2 separate regions of the Mus musculus genome follow, and region 2 is linked to region 1. A link is a contact called in public promoter capture Hi-C data. All regions are on one chromosome and are shown on one strand. The core of a region is the stretch at or near the end of the contact, and the rest is flanking DNA. Distances in the headings are between cores, read along the strand shown. Region 1 holds the start of Cyp2ab1 (cytochrome P450, family 2, subfamily ab, polypeptide 1). Region 2 has its middle 14 kb from the start of Gm41432.

Region 1 (6,417 bases), core at 2,109-4,608:
GTGGAAGAAGAGAATTCGCTGGCTGAAGCGCATGAGAAGAGGAGGCAGAGGAAGCAGAAGTCCAAGTAAGCCGGCCTGTGCACCCACAAAGCCAGCAGGAGCAGAAGTGAGGGATGCTGAAGGCCAGGACACTGGAGCAAGCTGCTGGACTGTGTGCTGCTGTCGATAGTAAGTCTCGGTGAACCTGGACCGTCACCTCACTGAGATCCCCTGGGAAAAAGACTGCCTTTCTTACAACCAAAACAGTCCCACTGGCCCTCTGCCCTGGACCTTTGGCATGCTGGACTAGTTCTATTCTCTCTTGTGGCCAAGTGTAACTCGTGTACAATAATCCTCTTGCTGTCAGCTGACCAAAGAAAGAAAGAAAGAAAGGAAGGAAGGAAGGAAGGAAGGAAGGAAGGAAAGAAAGAAAAAGGAAAAGAAAAAGAAAACAGGATCCATTCTTCTACTGCATCCAAGAAACATTTCTTCCCACTAAGTATAGACATCATCACCTCAGGGAAAAACATATTCCAAGTAAATGGACCTAAGAAGCAAGTGGGTGTGGCTACCTTAATATCTGACCAAATAGGCTTCAAGCCAAAAATAAGAGATAGGGAAGGACACTACTTAACTCCTCAAAGGAAAAGATGACCACTAGAATATTGCAATTTTTACCACCTATTCAAGAAACACAAGAGCACTCAAGTTAATAAAAGAAACACTACAACTACAGCTATTAACCATCACATAGTGATAGTGGGCAATTTCAAAACTCCACTCTCTACAATAGGCAGGTATTCAGAGAAAACTAAGCAGAGAAATGCTGTAGTTAAATGACGACATAATGAAATGGTCCTAGTAGATATTTGCAGAACATTTCACCCAAACTAAAGAATATACCTTCTCAGCAGTTTATGGAACTTTCTCCAAAATTGACCACATATTCAGGCACAAAGCAAGTCTCAATGGATACAAGAAAATTCAAATAACATCATGCATTTTATCTGAATACCACAATTAAAGCTGAATATCAACAACAGAAAGCAAACACACTCATGGAAACTGAACAGTGTACTACTGAGTGAAAAATTGGTCAAGACAGAAATTAAGAAATTTTAAAAGTTTAAGAATTGGATTACCAGGCGTGGTGGCACACGCCTTTAATCCCAGCACTCTGGAGTTAGAGGCAGGTGGATTTCTGAGTTCGAGGCCAGCCTGGTCTACAGAGTGAGTTCCAGGACAGCCAGGGCTACACAGAGAAACCCTGCCTCGAAAAAACAAACAAACAAAAGAATTGGATGAAAATTAAAATACAACATAACCGCCGGGCACTGGTGGCACACACCTTTAATCCCAGCACTCAGGAGGCAGAGGCAGGTGGATTTCTGAGTTTGAGGCCAGCCTGGTCTACAGAGTGAGTTCCAGGACAGCCAGGGCTATACAGAGAAACTCTGTCTCAAAAAACAGAACAAAACAAAACAAAAAACACAACATAACCAAACCTATGGGACTCAATGTAAGCACTAAGTGCTGAGAGAGAGAGAGAGAGATTATATCAGCAACTCAATAGGACACCTGAAGGCTTTAGAACACAAATCACACCCAAAGGAAGTAATCAAGCTTGGCTGAAGAAAAAACAAAAATAATACAAAGAATCAATGAAAGGAAGAATTGGTCCCTTGAGAAAGTAAGATTGATACACCTTTACCCAAATTTACTAAACGATGGAGAGAGAAGATCCAAATTAATACAATTAGAAATAAAAACAGGGACATAACAGACAATGAAGGAATCCATATAACCATAAAGGCATACTTTAAAAATATGTATTCCATCAAATTGGAAAACCTGAAAGAAATGGATAAAATTTTTGATGTATACCACCTACCAATGTTATACCAATATTAAATCACTATTACATAAGCAATTTGAACAGACTGATAACTCCTAGTGAAACAGAAGCAGTACTTAAAAGTCCCTCCACCAAAAACCACCCAGGTGCAGATAGACTTAGCACAGAATTCTACCAGACATTCAAAGAATAATTAAGGGCAACAGTCTTCAAAGTATTCTACAAAATAGAAGCAGGAGCTTTGGCTAATTCATTTTATGAGACCACAGTTATCCTGATACTGCACAAAGACCCAACAAAGAAAAAAAAAAATACAGGCCAAATTCCTTTGTGAACATAGATGCAAATCTTCTCAATAAAATACTTGCAAACTGAATATAAGAACACATGCAAAAAAAAAATCCACCATGATCAAATAGGCTTCATTCTAGAGAATGGTTCTACATAAACTGTAAAATGTAATCCACCACATAAACAGACTGAAAGACATGAACCACAGGTGCATCTCATTAGATGAAGAGAAGGCCTGGAGAGACTGGGGCTACAAGGGATACACCTCAACATGATAAAGGCACTTTACAGCAAGCCCACAGGCAATATTAACCCCAGCAAAGAGAAACTCAAAGCAATTACACTAAAACCAGGAACAACACAAGGATGGCCACTCTCTCCATCCCCGGTCAATATAATGCTTGAAGTCTTAGCTAGAGCAGTAAGACAACTGAAGGAGATCAAAGGGATACAGACAGGAAGGGAAGAAGCCAATGTATCTTTTATGTTTATACATAAATGACACTAAAATCTATACCAATAAACTTTGACTGCTCATAACCACTTTCAGCAAAGTAGCAGGATACAAAATTAACACCAAAAATCAGTAGTTTTCCTATATACAAATGACAAATCAGGGAAATACCACCTTCCACAATAACCTCATTGTGTGTGTGTGTGTGTGTGTGTGTGTGTGTGTGTGTGTGTGTGTGTGTGTGTGTTGGGGTAACTCTAGTCAAACAAGAACAACATTAGGGAAGGTCACCCCAACACAAGCAAATGACTTGCATTATAAAATTTTTAAGACATTGAAGAAGATACCAGAAAATGGAAAGATCTCCCATGCTCATGGATCAGATCAGAAAAAAAATGGCATCCTACCAACAGCAATTCAGTGCAATTCCCATCAAAAGTCCAACACAATCCTTTACAGAAATTGAAAGGACAATTTTCACCTCAGTGCTCAGAGAACTCTATGGAAGAGGTGGCAGAACGATTGTAAGAGCCAATAAGGATAAAGGACACCAAAGAAACGATGTCTTCTAGATATAATAGGACAGATGGACTTACAGAGCCTAGCAGCATGCACAGGGCGTGTCCTGAAACCCAGGCAGAGTTCCAGTCCTGAAAAGGGAAGTGAGCATAAACCCAGAGGCCAATTGTCACTTGTTTACAAAGGAATAATGAATTTTCTCGAACAGTATATCAAGGGTTATACAAACCACACCTAAAGGCAGGCACCATGCCCAGCAGTAGATGACCAAAACAAAACAAAGTCAGTGGTATTTTTGGAGAGTTTTTGTCTGGATAGTACTAGAGAACAAAGGTACGAAATGCTTTGTCTGGAGCTACCTACCTTCCTTTCTTCTTCCCTCCCTCCCTCTCCCTCCCTCCCTCTTCCTCCCTCTTTCTCTTCCTTTCTTACTTTTTAACCTTAGAGATCTTATATTATGTTTTCTGATTTTGTGTTTTTATGGGATTTGTGTGTGTGTGTGTGTGTCTGTATGTGTTTCTTGTTATTTTTCTTTGGCTATTTTCCCCCATTTGCCTATTTTGTCCTGTTCTAGGTTTGCTGTTGTTTTTTATTTGTTGAGGAAGAAAGGATGTGGAGTTGGGTGGCTGTGGAGATGGGGAGGATCTGGGAGGAGCTGAAGAAGGGGGACTCCATGATCAGAATACACTGTATGAAAAAACATGTTTTTTAATAAAAATTAAAAGTATAAAAATTATATATATATTACAGTTTTGAAAATTTGAGGACTTGCCTCTATGGCTTAAAATTTAAAAATTCAATGTTTCAGTAAGTTGCAGGGGTGCCTCCCTCTAGAACCAGCACTTGGGAGTCTGAGGCAAGAGCATCGCAAGCTCCATGCCAGAGTGAGCTACATAGAGCCTGTCTCAAGGGAGGGAAATCAAAACTGTCACCTCTCTGTCTCTTTCTCTCTGTCTCTCTCTGTCTCCTCGCCCCCGCTTCGTGTTACGCGGTGCAGGTGTAGCTCTTCTCTGCTGTTACAGAAGAGCTGCTGGGCAGCACTGTCAAACCAAAACCACTGCCTCTATGCACTGTGTTCATTTTCCAGAGAGGGACGCAACAGCAGAGGGGACATCTACACCAATCTCCCTGCTGCCCTTGCTGCTACAGTTTACACCAACTTTCTTCTGATTTGTTCTCTCATCTCTCAGTTCCCCTCCTACATTGCTTCTTTTGCTTCATGCCACAAAAGAAAGTACTCTCCTGGCTACTAAATATGTCCTTTTTCTCTCCCTTTTCTCTCCGGGAACTGGACAAGGGCCCTTAGATGTGACTGGCTTCTCTTAGCACTGTTCCTCACTAGCTGCCAAGGGACCCCACTAGGCATGTCTCACATACCAGGCACCTCAACAGCAGTCTTTGGTTTATAGTGCCACTGCCCTCATCTTCATGGCTAGCCGCCCTAGCTCACCTCCAACTCTCCTGTCCCTTGTTTCAGAAGGAAGGGTGTGGGTGGTGTGTGTATGTGTTACTAACTCGTGCGTGCCAGTTGCATCACTGAGCTAACCCACAGCACCCCTCTCCAGATTCAGTCACTTGCACTCCTTCCCTCACCCCGCCCTGAAAAGGAAGGCCCCTCCTTTCCTTTTCCATTACTGTTACAGTCTCAGTGTCCTGAACCGTCAGATAAACTGGAAAAAAAAAGTGAGAAAATAAGAAAGTAGCTACTGACCAGTCAGTATGCCCAGTTGGATTTTGTTGGTTAATGAAGTGGTTTTTCCTCCTCCTCCTCCTCCTCCTCCTCCTCCTCTTCCTCCTCCTCCTCCTCTTCCTCCTCCTCCTCCTCCTCCTCCTCCTCTTCCTCCTCCTCCTCCTCCTCCTCCTCCTCCTCCTCCTCCTCCTCCTCCTTTGCTTGTTTGTTTTCCTGTTTTTGAGGCAGGGCTCCTCTGTGTAGTCTTGGCTGGCCAGGAGTCTGCTAGGTAGACCAGGCTGACGTTGAACTCATAGAGACTGGCCCAGTATCATCCAGATAGACCTATGGACACATATTACTTAGGGTGAATATACTAATTTTGTTTAGAACAGTTGGTTTCAAGGTTTGGGGATGGGTTCTGGCCCATCTTAGTGGCCTTGACAGGATCAAGCAGGCATGCCCTGGAGCAATTCTGATGGTGCTGAGAAGCAGTGTGCTTTGTGCCTACCCTGACACCATCTCACAGTGCTTCCTCCAGTCCTCGGGACCCTCAGCTGCCTAACTCCCCATTCCACTGCCCTCTTCTCTCACAGCTTCCTGGCACTTGGGCTTTAGTATGTTCTCCTCCCCACTCCCAAAAACATTTATTGAACATCCAGTAAGTGCCAGGTACTGTTTGGCACTGAGATAGAAATATCTCTGTGCCCATTCCTCCATAAACAAGTGGAGAATACAGGGCTGGGGCAGTCAGTCATGCCTTCTGGTATACCATTCATACTTAGCTAGGCAAAGCAATGTTTTGCTAAAAGAAATGACACCGTGGGACGATGTACACCATCCCCTATTCCTACAAGATCACATCCTGCCCTGAGAACATGCCACCAGAACCATGTTGTTACAGGATGTCATCAGTGCTTTGCCCCTGCGCCTGTAGTAGGCTCTGCTGATGTTGTGTCTAGCACGTGGTGATCCAGTCCATTTTCAGAGTCTGATTCTAGGTAAAGTCTCGGCTCCCCAAGCTGAGTTCAGGAGCTCTGCAACGCGCCATGTGTTTCACGTCGTGTGGTTGTCTCAGCTTGTTTCCCTTATCCTTGGTAAGATTTTTAATCTTTCCTTTTGGTTATCTTGAGTATATTTAATATTTGAAAACCTGCCTACAGTACAGACATTATGATTGGATGAATAACTCTAGAACTCTGGAGCATGTGCCCCCTCTCTCTCCTTTCCCTTCAGCTGTTGAGGCTCAAGCTGTAATCCTCCATATCCACTGTTATCTAGAGGCCTGGAAAAGGTTCTTGATTGATTCTGTAGGTCTCCACCAGGGACCCTCTACCTTCCTGGCACTAGGAGAAGAATTATGGATGTAGTTACTCACAGGAGACAGGCAGCAGCCTATTCTTCTATGGCTGCATTAGAACTCCACAGGCATGGCAAGCTTTGGGGTCCTCTATGTCTCCCTTCACCTTTAGGTGTTTCCTTTTCCAGTGTTGGTTCAGAGCCTCCACTGCCCCACCTGGAGGCAACTATGAAAAGAACACTGAATTGGATACAGACACTGAATTACAGTCTTCCCACCTCTTGCAAGTGACTTTACCTCACCAAGTGTAAATAGAAGTGAATCATACGAGCCGGGCGTGGTGGCACATG
Region 2 (6,417 bases), core at 2,135-4,634, 120 kb before region 1:
AGGAACTGCCAATATAATAACACATGCAGTAATTTACTTAGTTGCATATTGGAATTCCCCATCTGAGTCCATGTTGTGTGTACAGTCAATTCTCAACATGTTCTGGACATGCCTGGAGAACTGGGGGTGGTGAGAAACTACTTAATAAAATTCTGGAGACTGAAGAGCCAAAGATAAAAATGGGGGGAGAGAAGAGAGTTAGTAGAGAATAATGATCCCAAAAAAAGAACAAAGGGACAGAAATGTAGTTTGAAGACCTGGGGCTAGAGGGAAATGGTTGATTTGGAATGCTGCAGGAATTTGTGACTAATATTCCAGATCCCTACAGACTGCTAAGCCCCAGCAGGAAGCTGCAAGGAAAGAACAGGTCCCCAGTATGTCTTGTTGACTCAGCATCCAGCCCTGCAGTGGCTTTGACTTGTTGGTCAGATCTTTGGCAGCAAACATGGTAGATTCTGGCAACCTCACTACCTCTTGGGCATCGACAGGGCTGGAGGAGTTTGTGGAAGGGCAATGGAGAGGAGAAGTCAGGAAATACTGTTTAAGGAACAATTCTGAGCTCTCTTCTGGATATGACAGCCTGGTTTCTTGAGAGCTTGTTTGGGATGTCTAGCAGGGGAACGTGGCTACTTATAAACACTTGACCGATTATCCTCTCTTCAGGGAAGGTTATCCTGCTCTTTGCAGCTTCAGGAGGGATGCACTTGGAGTGGCTAGGAAGGAAAGAGGCATCTGTCTAGTCAGCTGATCAGTCAAATCTACCCTGTTGATGAATGGGGTGGCAGAATGACCTGTTTTGTTTTGTTTTTTAAGGGAGTAGCAGAAGCTGGGTAAAGTGGTGGGCACCGTGGGCACCATCAGCTGCTGTCCAGAGACAGAGGTGGAAGGATTACTTAAGTCATAGTTTTGAGACCAGTAGGGACAAAACAGAAAATAGGATAAATGAAAAGGAAAATAAATCATTGCTAAAAATACAAGATCATGTTTGAGTTGTATGTGAGTTTCTTTTCTAAATGCCAACAAATCAGCGACCAGTGGAGCCTTGGCTTACCTAAGGCAGCTCATGGGAGACATGGTCCCGTAGAAAAAGATGTTCAAAGTAGTAAGGCCAGCCCCAGGAGGGGGCTCCCCTTCACATGGAGCGTTTGTGTTTCTCCACGCCAAGCAGATGCCATCTCAAATGTCCTTTCTCCGACTTTGTGCTCTTTTCTTAGCATGAATACGAAGCATAGATCAATCCGAATTGCAACACAGACACTGTTAACAATAACATAGGATTATGCTAACACTGTTAAGTGCTTAGTGATGAATGAGGCACATGCCAGGCTGTGACAAAAGGCACAAAGAGGCTTTGTTCTGGAATATTATTAATTTCTGAATCTTAAATTAGGGAATCTGGATTTTTGGACACTAATCTGTATCATAATTCTTTCTAATAGGCTTTGGTGCCTCCTCTCCCACCCCTCCCCCACTTTCACATGCCTAATAAATTAGATAAAAATGAGATTCTCAGGCCAAGATTTTTTTTTTCTTTTCTTTTTGCGAGTGCACTGAACTTTATTGATGACATTCAAAAAAGTGGGGCATCCTAAGGCCACCTCCTTCTTCTGGGGTCTGAGTTGGGACAGTGACTCCTCAGTAGCTGAGGGCCTCAGTTTTCTTCTGGTGTTCTTGAGTGTGGGGTTGGTTATTGGAGGGAACAATAGGCATTTCACCAGAGCTGAAGGCATCCATGGTGACTAGTCATCTCACACAGCCAAATCTGCTCACCTGTGCTGTGGGAGATGATGTAGCTGTCTTTGGAGTAGGAGGGGACAGAGACCCACCCTTAAACTTTTTTTTTTTTAGATTTATTTATGTTATATGTGGGTACAGTTGCTGTCTTCAGACACACCAGAAGAGGGCATCGGATCCCTATAATAGATGGTTGTGAGCCACCATGTGGTTGTTGGGAATTGAACTCAGGACCTCTGGAAGAGCAGTCAGTGCTCTTAACCACTGAGCCATTTCTCTAGCCCCACAATTGGTTTTTGATTAATCAATAAAGAGTCAATGGTCAATGACTGGGCAGGGTGAAGGAGGCATAAGAAGATTCTTGGGCAAGAAACGCAGGGGAAAGGAAGAAAGAATTAAAGAAAAAATAAAGAGGAAAAAAAAATTTTTTTTTTTAAAAAGGAAGAAGGAATTCGACCATGAGAGGGGCATAGAACTGACCATGCCATGAAAGAGAGGAGGGTGAGGTGACTGAAATATAGGTACAAGGGGAAAGCGGCCTCATGGGAGGCCTGCCTAGAAGGAAGGAGAACAGCAAAGATAAAATATAGATTTAGAAAGTGTTAACTCATGAATATCGGAGGGGAGTGTGTGCTAGCCACAGGCAGGTTCAGGCCCAACCATTGAGCTAGTAAGGCATATTAAAAATATCACTGCCTGCACGCTTGTGTGTGTGTGTGTGCGCGAGTGTCTTTCATTTGTGAATGCAGAGATCTTGGGTGGGTGCAGAGGGTCCATGACCCAGAAGCTCAGTGCAGATTAACAATTCATGGATACAGTCCATTATCAGCATGGTGGGAAGCATGGCAGGCGGCATGTAGATGTGGTGCTGGAGAAGCAGCTGAGAGTTCTACATCAGATCAGCAGGCGGTAGTGAGAGAGGGAGAGGGACTTACTTTGGGCTTTCAGAATCTCAATGTTTACCTCCAGGGACACTTCCTCCAACAAAGGCACACCTATTAGTGCCAAGCCTTGGTGTTCATTAAGCATTCAAATCTATGACCCCATGGGGGGGGGTATTTTTATTCAAACCACCACAGTATCTAAGACTTTTTTAAAAATCACTTTTATATCTTTATAAAATAAAACATAAAAATTCCTGCTCTTTAAAAGTTCCAGTAGTATTTAAGGAATGACAGGCTTTGGAGCTTCTGTTTGTCTCTCTAGAGAAGGTTTATCTGATGGGTATTTGCTGAGTACTAGGTACTGTTCTAGAATTGGAGGTCTGTCATTAAAGATTCAACTTCTGGAGCGTGCATCCAGCTCCGTGACCCTGCAGAGAAAATCATAACCGCGGCCTCCGAGTGCACAAAAGTGATTTGGTTCTTGTGGTTGGTGACTACAGTCATGTTCATTGCTGCTAGAGGAGTGCTGGAAACACTGGCTCTCTCTTGTTCCAGGAAGCTTCTATGGTGTATTTGAAGGATGACAAAACATTTCCTTCATGCCCAGTACCATGTTTTCTCCTTCCAAGGAGATCTCAATTCCCCAGCCTTCTCAGGTGCTCCTGAGTCTTCGCTGTCTGCTTGGGTGCCTCAGCACCAGATTCTGGGTCCTTAACCAAGGTTCACTCACTGTTGCCAACTTGCTGACTGACCTCTCACACAAAACTGTCTGCTGTTCTATTTTAAGGAGTATCCCGAGTAGGTGCAAGGGCCAGGGCAAGTGCACAGTTCCCACTCATCAAAGGGCAATGACAAGATCTGCAGGTGGCAGACACCACCAGAGTCAGCTTCCTATTCTTGATGCAGCTTTGACTGAAGACAGCTAGACCTGTTCATTCATTGTCAGGTCTGGTCTTTCTTAGACCATTCCAGCTTTGGTTTCTGTCTTTCTCACAGCATTCTCCCTTCTATTTTCCCCACCAATCTTCAAAACATTATAAGCTATCCAATATAAACTCTCTTTTAAAAACATTTTTATTGAATTTATTTCTTTATTATGTGTGTGTGTATGTGTGTGTACACACCCAAGTGGTATAGTGCTCATGTGTAGAAAAGAGAACAACTTACACATATGAGTTATCTCCTTCCTTCCAGCATGGAGGTCCTGGACATTAAACTCAAGTTGGATTTTAGGCTTGGTAGTGATTTTTGTCTATCTGTCTGTCTGTCTGTCTGTCTATCTATCTATCTTCTGTCCACCTATAATTTTACTATTATTATTGTTGCTGTTGTTTTGACACAGGGTTTCTCTGTGTAACCTTGGTTGTTCTGGAATTCACTCTGTAAACCAGGCTGGCCTTGAACTCAGAGATTTGCCTCTTTTTTTCCCCAAGTGCTGGGATTAAAGGTGTGTGTCACCATACCCATCTTTACCCTCTACATTAATTACTTTTCTACTGCTGTAGCAAAACACTATGGCCAAGGAAACTTATAAAAAAGTATTTGACTTGGGGCTTAAAGCTTTAGAGGATTAGAGCCTGTGAAGGCAGAGCAAAGGCACGGCAGCAAGACAGCTGAGAGCTCACATCTGATCAGCAAGCAGGAGGTAGAGATGGGCTCTGTGGAAGTCTTTTGAAACCCAAAAGCCCATCCCTAGTGACACATGTCCTAAACAGTTCCACCAACTGAGTATTCAAATGTATTAGCCTGTGGGAACCACTCATGTACACCACCACTCCCTCTAAGTCATCTCACCCAGCCTCTAAACTCTGCTCTTTTCTAAAAAAAAAAAAAAAAAAAATCAAATCTTAGACCCTAATAACTACATGGTGTTCTCTCTCTCTCTCTTTCTATCTTTCTTTCTTGATTTATTTATTTAATTTATTTATATGAGTACACTGTAGCTATCTTCAGACACACCAGAAGAGGGCATCAGATCCCATTACAAATAGTTGTGAGCCATTATGTGGTTGCTGGGAATTGAACTCAGGACCTCTAGAAAAGCAGTAAGTGCTCTTAACAGCAGAATTATCTCTCCAGCACATGATTTCTTTCTTGATTCTTTCAGTCCTAATATAGCTTCTTGATGAGGAGATCCTGAATTCATAGGTTCTTGGATGTCATACTGACGTAGCCACATTCATCTGGGCTCCACCTTACAAATGGATTGTATGAGATCTAGAGAAACCATGACATGAGAGAAACATGATGTTGGATCTCCTTTTCCTCATCCCTGCAGTTTTATACCCTGCCCTCCAACCCCCATCCCTCACCTCAGGCCATCACTTCATTATTGAAATGTCACTTACAAAACCTCTACTCTTCCCTGTGCTCTCAGGAGACCTTGAACTTGTGTTCTAGTTTGACATCTGCTGCTGTGACAAATACTATGACCAAAGCAACTTGGCTGTATTTGGCTTACACTTCCAGGTCATAACACATCACTGGGAGACCTCAGAGCTGGAACCTGCAGGCAGGAATCTGGGAGGAGCATTGCTTGCTGGCACTCTCACTGACTTCATCATATAGCTCAGGACCACTCTCCCAGGGATGGTGCCATCCACATTGAGTTGGACCCTGATACATTAATCAATAATCAAGACAGTCCCTCTCAGATGTGTCCAACAGACCAACCTGATAAAGACAATTACTCAATTAAGACCTTTTCCCCCTAGGTGATTTTAGGCTATGTCAAGGTGATAGAGCTAACTGGGCCACCTAGATACAACAATTTAAATATCCGTGTTCATGACCTTGATTTATGTCATATTTTCCTTGTGTTCCAGCTTTTTAATCCTCAACAGGTTGAATTATCAGAAAGTTTCTATTTCTTTTGTTGGTCTTACTGCCTGAATTTGTCTTAACTTAGGGATATGTCCTTCCTAGCTGTAGCTGTCAACAGACTAGAGTCATCTGAAAAGAAAAAAAGCCTCAGTTGAAATTATTACCTTGATCAGATTGACTTAAGGACATGTCTATGAGAGGTTTGTTGATTTTTAATTGATATAGGAGGGTCTAGCCTGATATTGGCAGTACCACCTCTGGACAGTATAAGAAAGCTAGAGAAACATGAGCCTGCATGTAAACATATCTTTTAGTTACCAGATATAAATGTCTTAGAGACTTACTGCTGAATAAACACTGCCTTTCTGTTGGGAACAAAAAAATAAAGGGGGGGGGGCTGGGGAAGAAGAGGGAAGAAATAGCCCATGTCTGGCCAGAGTTCCTGTGCTCTGGGCAGGCAGACATGGGGAGAGCTGCCAGACACTTTCCATTTGGCCCCGGGTGGGCATCTAAGCCTCTGACCCCACTCAGCACGGAGTGGACAAAGGGCAGTCCCTGACCGGGGACCCGAGGTGACACCCTGTCACCCCGGGGTTATAGGAGAGAGGGATGAGGGAAGAGATTCCCAACACTGACCAGAGTGTGCAGCGGATATTGATGGAGCAGAGACTCTTTATGGTTTAAGAGCTTTATTATAGAAAGGCAGGGAGAAAGAGAGAAGGTAGAAGGGAGAGAGAGAGAGAGAGAGAGCTAGAGAGAAAGTGTAAAAGGGAGAGAGGAGAGAAGACAGAGAAAGGAAGAAGGGAGAAGACAAAGAGAGGGGAGAGAGAGGGTGAGAGTGAGGAGTGAGAAGTAAGAGAGTTAGAAGTAAGAGGTAAGAGAGCAAGGTGGGGTCCTAACAGGCCCTTTTATGGTCTTTACTGTTGCTAGGTAACTGGGGAGGAGTTTAGCCTGAAGGTCAGAAGCCTGGGCCATT

Evidence for each region. Promoter capture Hi-C pulls out the DNA fragments that hold promoters and counts their contacts.
Region 2: a contact with region 1 is called in a promoter capture Hi-C map of 3T3-L1-derived adipocytes, with 2.0 times the contacts expected there. The contact joins the enhancer-like site here to the promoter of Cyp2ab1 in region 1. A contact is called at or near these places in 5 of 39 promoter capture datasets (3T3-L1-derived adipocytes, the HPC-7 cell line, embryonic stem cells and 2 more), 2 of 484 Hi-C or Micro-C datasets (nephron progenitors and pre-pro-B cells), 5 of 115 datasets of contacts at active chromatin or transcription factors (embryonic stem cells and pancreatic cancer cells) and 3 of 9 other capture datasets (adipose tissue, liver and pancreatic islet).

What each region holds. Positions count from the first base shown.
Region 1 is chr16:20,322,345-20,328,761 of GRCm38.p6, reverse strand. It overlaps Cyp2ab1 (cytochrome P450, family 2, subfamily ab, polypeptide 1), which reads left to right and starts at 3,358. Exons shown (of 9, transcript NM_183158.3): 1 at 3,358-3,431; 2 at 5,756-5,864.
Region 2 is chr16:20,440,043-20,446,459 of GRCm38.p6, reverse strand. No RefSeq gene overlaps it. Among named protein-coding and RNA genes, the nearest start is that of Gm41432, 14 kb to the left of the region's middle. Within about 2 kb of position 3,384, at least 10 of the 459 cell types and tissues checked have an H3K27ac peak or open chromatin away from gene starts, as enhancers often do. A contact at or near this core is called in 3T3-L1-derived adipocytes, where this site is marked.